3 separate regions of the Mus musculus genome follow, and all the other regions are linked to region 1. A link is a contact called in public Hi-C data. All regions are on one chromosome and are shown on one strand. Each heading gives the region's core, a stretch centred on a gene start, on an enhancer-like site or on the middle of the called end of the contact. The rest is flanking DNA. Distances are from core to core; before and after follow the strand shown.

The links. Hi-C and Micro-C count contacts between places; a contact is called where the count stands out from the background.
Region 2: a contact with region 1 is called in a Hi-C map of uterus, with 2.1 times the contacts expected there. The contact joins two enhancer-like sites. A contact is called at or near these places in 5 of 484 Hi-C or Micro-C datasets (nephron progenitors and uterus).
Region 3: a Hi-C map of uterus shows a contact between it and region 1. The contact joins two enhancer-like sites. A contact is called at or near these places in 4 of 484 Hi-C or Micro-C datasets (cerebral cortex and uterus).

Annotation. Positions count from the first base shown.
Region 1 is chr8:103,441,626-103,444,488 of GRCm38.p6, forward strand. No RefSeq gene overlaps it. Among named protein-coding and RNA genes, the nearest start is that of 1600027J07Rik, 96 kb to the left of the region's middle. Within about 2 kb of position 1,291, at least 28 of the 459 cell types and tissues checked have an H3K27ac peak or open chromatin away from gene starts, as enhancers often do. A contact at or near this core is called in uterus, where this site is marked.
Region 2 is chr8:103,812,996-103,816,082 of GRCm38.p6, forward strand. No RefSeq gene overlaps it. Among named protein-coding and RNA genes, the nearest start is that of Gm39235, 92 kb to the left of the region's middle. Within about 2 kb of position 1,771, at least 39 of the 459 cell types and tissues checked have an H3K27ac peak or open chromatin away from gene starts, as enhancers often do. A contact at or near this core is called in uterus, where this site is marked.
Region 3 is chr8:103,912,059-103,915,196 of GRCm38.p6, forward strand. No RefSeq gene overlaps it. Among named protein-coding and RNA genes, the nearest start is that of Gm32728, 120 kb to the right of the region's middle. Within about 2 kb of position 1,718, at least 39 of the 459 cell types and tissues checked have an H3K27ac peak or open chromatin away from gene starts, as enhancers often do. A contact at or near this core is called in uterus, where this site is marked.

The DNA.
Region 1 (2,863 bases), core at 41-2,540:
GCGAGCACACTTCTCAACCTGATCCCCTTTTCTCTCTTCTCCACCCTTGGTACTTCTGAGCACAGAACTCAAGTATCACATTATCTGTGAAGAAAGGCTGCCTCTGCCTGGCCATCTGGCAGCTCAGACCTGCAGGTTCTCTCCTTGGAATACCTATACGCTGCCATCCCAGCCAATTAGCCCTTGTCACACTGTGTTCAATTTATCTTAAGTAAAAGTAGTTATGGTGGAGACAGTGTCCTGCACACTCAGAAAACCGCTGCCTTATTACCTCAAAGAGTCTAGGACAGTTATTGACTGGGACTCTTTTCTGTAATGAAGAGCATGTGCCAGGAGCGAGGATACCTGGGTTTACCTTCTATGTCTGACACTTAATTCTGTGACTTAGATAATTTACTAGCCTATCTGGGCCTTGATATTTCTCATCTGAAATATGGGATATCAACAAAGACCACACCATGTGTATGATTATCATTGCCATGAATCCTGTGGGGAAATAGAGATCTCAGAATAACAAAGATTCTTTGTTATACAACATGCCTATGCTGTAAGTGTTCTGTGCAGAGATGTTTAACTTTTTCATTACATTTATTCTCTCTCTCTCTCTCTCTCAATCTCTCTCTCTCTGTGTGTGTGTGTGTGTGTGTGTGTGTGTGTGTGTGTGCTTGTGTGTGTTGTAAGTGGGTGTGAACATGCCACAGCACATACATGGAGGTAAGAGAATAGCTCTCAGGAGTCAATGCTCTTCCTCCTGTCATCCGGGTGATGGGGAGCTAACTTGTCATCAGCCTCGGAGTAAGCACCTCTACCTACTGAGCCATCTTCCAGGCCCTGGGAATGTTTATTTTATTATGCTTATTTTTAAACGCATTGTTTTCTGTGCCTAGCAGCTATCTTGAACACACATGGGCAAGTTCCCCAAGGTCCCTTCTAGCCTCCAGCATTTTTCAGCCCCAGCTGCCATTCTGTGTCCTCAGAATCCCTGGGGAACTTTGAATGTCATGTGCTGTCCCAGTATACAGGCTGCCTGCTATCAAGGCACCTCCCATCCAGGAACTGAGCTTGCTAGGGAACACACAATCTTCACTTGCCTGGGATAACTCAAGGGTAGAAGAACTCTCTTTCAAAACATTCAGCTCTTTTTGTTACTGTTATTTCCAGAACATGAATTGGATCTTTAAGAAAAAAAGAGAGAAAGAAGTAACTGATCTGTTTTGTGCCAGAGCTGTCTGGTCTCTCCAAACACTTAATCCAGCCGCTCTCATTGTCTGGGATCAAAGCGCCTTCCCCACACTCGAGCTTTGTTCTTCTAGGAACCAACGAATAGGCTGAAAGCAGAGCTCCTTCAGTCTTCCTGCCCCCCTCCGGTTTCCTGAACTTTGAGAGAACAAAGATATTTCCCAAGCAAGGATCCCAACTACAAGGTGCTAATAATTGGAATCACATGTTTGGGGTGGGGGTGGGGGGGCTTGGACAAGTGTTCCCTAAGTCAGAAGGCTTCTAGGAGTGGGAGGGGAACAGCCATAAAGAGAAAAACAGTGGAGATTTAGGAGCTAGGATCTGCCAGCCAGGAACTCTGTCCCAGGAGGAGCCAGGAACAGAACCTAGAGCTGGAAGTGCTCTCACTCATCTCAAGGCAGGCAGAACACTCTCTGACAAGTGTATCTTTCAGGAAGGATGCCCTCCATCCATCTGCCATTGCTGATAGGTTTGCAGTTCTAGACATAGAAGGAGGAGGCTATGTCTAGGGTCCTGCATCTTTCTGTGCGGTCTCTTGGGTGTGCTGAGGATAATTTAGGGGTTGCTGAGAGTGACAGAGCACAAACTAGGAGGACACTGGTTCGAGTTAGCACCACCCACCCTTACAGCTTGTTAATATGTAGGTGATTCAACCAGGTATACCCAGTGCCAGTGTAGCAGATTTACAAAGAGCTGGGGGATCTGCAGTTCTGGATGCAGCGGGATCAGGGACTGTCCTTTAAGAACCTCTGTTCTGTACAACGAAGTCTCCAGATGATTGTACAGTTACCAACCAGATGCTGTGATGGTCTCTAATCTCAGACCCCCAAGAATGAGGAAACCCCATAAGCAATGAACGGACTCATGGCCCCAAGAAGGACTCCATCCTCAAGTGTGCAACCCAGCATGTTTGGGTCAGAACAGAAAAATGCAGGTCTTATTTTTAAATCTCTCTATAAAGCCAAGGTTGGAAGAGGAGGTGAGAGGTACAGAGGGATAAACCAGTTGATGAAGTGCTTGCCCCACAAGCCTGAGGGCCTGGGTGCAGATCTCAGCCAGGTAAAATACATAGCTGGAATCCCAGTACCGGGGAGGCAGAGACTGGAAGAGATTAAAAAAGATTCCTGGGGCTTGCTAGCCATTATAGCCAAAACCATAAGTCACAGATTCAGTGAGAGACCTTGTTTCCAAAATAAGGTAGGGAGGAATTCACAGGAAGTCTACCTCTTGCCTTAGCTTCTACACACACATACATAAGCTCACACATGCCTGCACAAGCACATGTGCATGCATGCGCACGCACACACACACACACACACACACACACACACACACACACACACAGAAAGACAGATAGATAGAGAGAGAGAGAGAGAGAGATAGAGAGAAAGAGAGAGAGAGAGAAGGCATGGTGGCAAGCAAGTGAAGAGATTTTTAAGGCACAGTGCATGCATGTTGCAAACTCATCTCCTAGTAAAAGTTCCCTTAACCCTGTTATCCTCTGTCTCTTCACTTAAAAAAATGGGGAGCAAGCCTACTTAAAGCGACATCCCCAGAATCTCATATTAAGCTTTGTGGCCAGTGTTATTTTTTAAAGCCTTTTGAACATACCTAACCCGACTCT
Region 2 (3,087 bases), core at 521-3,020, 370 kb after region 1:
GAATATTAGAAAATCTTTGTCCTTTGTCCTAGTTTTGTAAGCAAGCCAGTAAGGACCCACACTGTTGATGACTTGGGTAGGTCCTAGTCTTGGTTCTGATATCTACTGGACATCAGCTTCCTGGTCTTTGGGTTGTGGTTCCACCCCTTCTGAAACGGCAGCTGTCTATCTCTTATCGGGGAAGCTTTTGCGGGGATAGCAACCTACCTGTCAGTACATGAGAGGCACAGTAGTTCTGGGTTGCTGTAGAGATGAGGACCACTGACCATCAACTGTTAATCTTGACTGCCAGCTAGAACTAAATATCTAAGTGTGTCTGTGGAGAAGTTTCTAGGCTGGTTAAATGAGAAGCCCCATTCCATGAGCTGGGATCTCCTAAAAAGCAGGGGTGGGAGGGGGCTGGGGCAAAGGCGACTAAGCAACAGCATTCAGTACTCTCTGCTCCCTGACTGGGGATACAATGCAGGGAGCTGCCACAAGCTCCTGCCATCTTGACTTTCTCACCTAGGACTGCAGACCCAACTAAGTTGCTCCTCCTTTAAGTTGGTTTCGTCAAGTATTCTGTCACAGAAGGAGATAAAGCCACTAATACACCCAAGCACAAATGTATCGAATAACAGGAAGGCACCCGAAGCAGCCAGGCATGGACTTCCCAAATGACTCTGAGGGAGTCTTAGTACTCCCTCGGAGTACTATGTACTCATAGTCTATAGTACTCATCTATAGAACAGGTGAGCTCCTTCCTAATCAGAAACTAAACTTGATGGGAAGAGCCCAGGCTGGGTGTTGTCGTGTTTTATCTTAAAGCATGCAGGAACTGCCTTAGCTCCTCCAGTCAGGGTAAGAATAGCCGCTCAAGACGAGTCTGAGCTACCCACCCTGCTCCACGTCCTTCAAGGAGAACCAACCCAATCTGTGTCTCAACTCTTTGGTCCCAACTTCAAATAAGTAGGGATGTTTCTGTGGCTTCCTCGCAAATAGCTTGTAGTCTCAGATCAGAACGGAACGGAATGGATGCTCTGAGGCATGCTGGGAGTTCTGCCAGTTTGGAGGAGGGGTAGATAATTAAGGAAATCATGGTGAATTAAGCTTTCTGCAATGAAGCGCAAACATCTTTTCACAAACAGCGGCACCCTGTTAGCTTATGTTTTGCCAGAGAGAGAGGCAGGGTCTATCCACCGGGGTTTTCAGCCTGGTAAAACACATCTGGCTAGGAAGCCAAATATTTAAGGGTCATTAAAATCCCAGACTCCCTTTGCCAAGAACTTTTCTCCTTTGTTATTCAAGTGCAGAGCAGTTATGGAAAATGCATCCCATATGGTTTGTGAGGCATTCCTATTTACTCCACCAAACCGCGGCTTTGAAAGAGCTTTTTGATGTCAAAGATGCGTTCAGATTTTATAGACTTTTCCAGTACAGCTTTTAAGGCATCTCCCTTTGAACCCGAAATATTTGCCAAGAGTAAACAGAACCAAAAACCACAAGGGGTCAAGAGCTTTGTTGCAAACTAAGACCTCAGCTTTATCTAGAGCTTCCAGAGGTTTGAGGCCCCACCCCCAAAAAAAGCTTCACAAAAGATCATGTTTCCTGCATAAGTTACATGAAAATAAATACTCTAATGTATTCCTATTTTATTAATAACGTAACACCCTCACCCACCACCTCCCACCAAGAAGCAAGGATGGAAGATAGTCACACACTTAAACTATTAACAGAACTTTGGAAAGTTGGAAAAAAAATAAAAATGTCTCCAAGTCAAAAAGCAGAGTGTATTTATAAATTCTTTTTCAGTGAGGGTTTCTCCACTGTAATGGGCAAAGCAAACAGGCACAGACCTCGGAAGAGCTTGAAGATCCTGGAGCACACAGACCTTCCAGGGCTCTCAGAACAGAGAGAGTGTTTGAGAATAGTTCCTTTTGATAGATGGGGAAACTGAGGACCAGATCCCTGCATTGGCCAACAGCGGAATCCAGGACTTGGAGCTCCCAACCAGTCTTCTTTCCTCTCTTCCTCTTCCCATTCTCGCCCTTCTCCCACTCAGCTTCTGTGACCTTAGGGGCATCCTCCAACACATGTCTCCTCTGTCCCTTAAGTTCTTTCTCCACTCAGGGAGACAGTGCCTTCTTAGGTCATTCACGAGCATCTACTTAGGATTCCATAGGTGTACATGAGTGTCTGAGCAAATCTTTCACCACTTGCTCTACCACAGCACCACTCGCTGCCTTCCTAACCTAGACCCCATTCTCAGCACCGGTGTCTTCCAACTTACTCGGTCCCACCCACTCTGCTGTCTCCTGGCCCTGAGTTCACATACCTTATTGCTGACCCAGGACCTTTGCTCTGTACCCCTCTGTGACCCCTTTGCTTCTCTGCACAGTGGATCTTACAGTTCTTAGCCCAGGGGCTTCTTTTGTAGCTATTGGATGTAAAGCAGGGTGTCTGCACAGTGACTCCTATGTGCACAGTGACTCCTATGTGCACAGTTATTGGCTGCTGAACACACCCTTCCCACTCAAACTGGACAGAGAGCTTCAGAATATCATGTCATGCAAAGGGACCATGTGTCATTTCCTGCTGCAACCTGAGGGTGCAACATAATGCTAAGCTGGAAGCATAGCTTATTAGGACGCCTATCTCCTGGCCTGGGCTCCTCCTATTGGCCAGAAATAAAAGAAGGAAAAAAGGATGGAAGGAAAACAGGAAAAGGGAGGGTGAGAGAAGGAGGATAGAGGAATGAGGTGGAGAGGGAAGTGGCTCACTGTGTTTAGAACTTAAATAGTCTCTGCTTTTTCTACCTCTTTCAGGAGCATCCTTCCGTTTCCCACTGAGGCTCTGCATTCCTCTGACTTTTTCAGTCATTTGTCAACCAGTTCTCAGGTCCCCCAGGTACTCTGAGATGCCAGGGTCTCCAGAGGAAGTCTGAAATTTTAGTTAGAATCATAAAACCTGAACTTACAAGTAACAAAATGCTTTAGTGGTGGCAACTGAAGCAGCTATTTGCCATGAGAGGGGACCCAGGAAAAGGTGGAGACTGCAAATCTTGGTAGAGATAACCATACTGCTTTGTGCACCTCACGGAACTACGGG
Region 3 (3,138 bases), core at 468-2,967, 470 kb after region 1:
GGCTGGCATGGAGCTCTGGGTAGAAGAAACAGTGAAGGTGTTCTGGCTTTCAGTCATGAGATGAGCGGTGAGTGTCAATGAATACCGGGGAAATGGTTTCAGAAGCCTGAGAGGGTTGAGGTATGGACCAATGTAGAGGATCCAAAAACACAATCTCCAAGGGACCCCTGGGAGATTTAGAGTATGTCATCTGTATCACAGGTCCCTGGAAAGTGGATATTTGTTCTCCACTCCTGCCAGTCACTGACAGAGAGTGGCTCCAAGGGGTCTCCCACCCTTGCTCAGCTGTCCTAACACACAGGCAGGTTCATATTCTGCAAAGGGCAGAGCAAGACCTCAGACAAAAGCACGGGGTCCTGAGAGAATTGAAGCCGTTTGAAAGATGGGAATTGTAAGTCAATCCCTTGCCTACCTTGAAGAGAGGCTGAGGATTGGAGCAGACAAACCAATAGTTCGGAGAATAAGTAGTCATTTGCCCCAGGATGGAGAGAAGCAAAAGAGAGCAAGTTCAAGACTGCAGACAGCTTTGCAGAAGGCAGTAAAGGGTTTGGATGCTATTCTCGAGTAGTTGGGAGCCCTGGGGAAAACCCAAGGGCAGGACAGAAGCACAGTAAGGTTTGTGGCTTATACAGACCAAGCAAAAGAGGATACAACCAGGAAGACTGGAGTCAGAGAGGGAGGATTGGGAGGCTATATCCAAAGACAAGGAAACGCTGCCAACACACTCCACTACACACCTGAATAAATGCCCCTTGTCTTCATGTTCCTCCAGCCTGGCTGAAGGCCTCTAACTTGGCCCCTACTCTTACGTCATGAAGCCCATCTCAGCAGCCTGGGATAATCTGTGTCCATCAAAGAAGAGTCTTCCTCCTGTGCCCTGCCTCACTTTCCCAGCCCAGAATCCAGCAGCACAGCTCTTCACTGGCCCCCATCCCTCCCCGGCCTCAAGCCTGGTCCTGTACACCCACTCCCAAGGAGCTGGGGGCTCCATGAGTCTTTCTAGTCATGATAGTCATGTGGTTCTTCCTCACTCTTGTTCTGCCCCTGGGCTCACACTAACCCCTGGCCCACAGCTCCAGGCCATCTGTACTGCAGGCCAGTGTCCAAACACTTCAGCTCTGTTCTTTCTCAGGACCAAGATCCAAAGCAGTGGGGGCAGCCCCATTACAAAAGGACAGGACGCACAGAGTGGAGTGGTGTGCACTGTTCCAAGAGCCGAGAGTGTCAACATGGTTTTCACTCAATCTGGGGTTTCTCACAAAACTCTAATGCTAAAGAGCCCACACTACAAACAGCAGCTAGCTTTCCTTTAGGGGACCAGCAAATTGGTGTAGGCCTCTCCCAGGAGCCAGGTGCTGTTTTCCCTTAGGAAACAAAGAAAGCAATTGGCCTGGCCAAGAGACCAGCCCTCAGAAGGACAACCCTGCCTCCTGCCCCCCAAACCCAGCCTGGACAGTCAGCCCATGGCCTCTGGATCTGTCCATAGCCCCTCCCCTCATCTCTGCACCTTAGACAGAGAGACCCAACCCATATCCTTCCCGCACATCCCAGAGCCCACTCCCACCCCTTGCTGGAGAAGCTGCCTGGCCCTGCCTTTTCTTCTTCGTCATCATAAAACTCCTGCCTTTATTTTTATTCTTTAATAAGGTTACTGCAGGACCGAGGGAGGTAGAATCTAGCCCAAGGCTGCATCTGCCCTTCATTTAAAACTACCCGGACTCCCACAAGGCTGGAAAGCAAGTCTCTGCGCTCCTCGTTTATAGTCTTCCTTAGATCCAAATCCAGAGCTATTTTTTCCAACAGATAATGGCAGCCTGGAGCCCATTTGCCTCCAGAAAGGGTCCCTCTTGCATAAAAAGCAAAACTCACCTGCAGCCTGCTAGACACCCCCACTCCTCCCACCCTACCCCAGGATCTCCTGACTGCACACCCGAAACTGACCCAGACCTTTGAAGAAACCTTTTTTCTCTTCCTGGAAGCATCTGGAATCCTGCCCCTGCTCCAAATTCCTTCTTCATCCACAGTTCCAAATCATCAGATTGACATGCAGTTTTGGATTCCAGAACGTGTCTTTTTTTTTGTTTCCCACTAAAAGCATGTGGTGGGGAGAGTTTATTGGTATTGTTGGTTACACTGGGTTGTTTGACTAAGAACATTTGAACAGAGGCAGGCAGTGTAGGTGTGTTGGGGAGCCCTGTCATTACAGAGAAACGGAAAAACAAAGGGAGAACCTCCCTGCTCAGCCCCTTATAAGGAGAACCTCTCCTAAGCCAACAGACTTCTGTTGTCCTTAATTCATCAGGCTGGGCCCAGACCCCCAAGGCCAGGCCTGTCTGCCTGAGAGGCAGAGCTAAAAACAGCTTCAGCCTCAGAGAGGGGCCAGCTCCCGTGTCTAATTGTTCTGCTCTCTTCAAGTCCTCCCTGTGTGTGCTCCCTCTGCAGGCAGCTTGGAGAGTGAAGACTCACTTTGATTTGGAGCTGGGGAGGAAAAGAAGGCTCTTTTGCAGGTGTGTAGTCAGAATCGCCCAGGCAACAGAGGGGAAGAAAATGCCTCTCGGCAGGCTGCTAGCACAGGTGTGCCTCCATTTTCCTGGGCACACACAGAGCTCGAGAGGAGTTGGGGTGTGCGGGGGAGGGACACAGACTTGTGAAGAAGTTTTGTGGCAAAGCAGAATGGGGTGCTTTTAATCCATCCCAGGACCAGGGAGCCTCGTAGCTGTGATCTCTTATCGGAAAAAAAAAAAAAAAAACTACAAATGGTGGATGGCTTAGCTTGACCCTTGTGTATATATTATTACCTGAGCCAGGATGGGAGCGAGGGAGGGAGAAAGGAAGTCGTGCCCATTTGGCTGAATGTTGCAAAGACATTCATTCATTTCTGCATTCCTTCAGCCTGCATTTATTATTGATAATAATAGCTACCATTTAGTGGCTGTTGCAGTAGAGCAGGTGCTTGCTAAGCACTTTAACTTACGGTACACAGCTCAGGTCTCACGGCTTCCCTGTGAGACAGACCTTATCATCTGCATTTTATTGATTTAAAAAAAAAAGAAATACAAAACTTTCTCATCAAGAGACAGACAGTTGCCCACAAAGCCCATCGCTTGTTAAGTGCAAGGATTCAGAGCCAGACCTAAC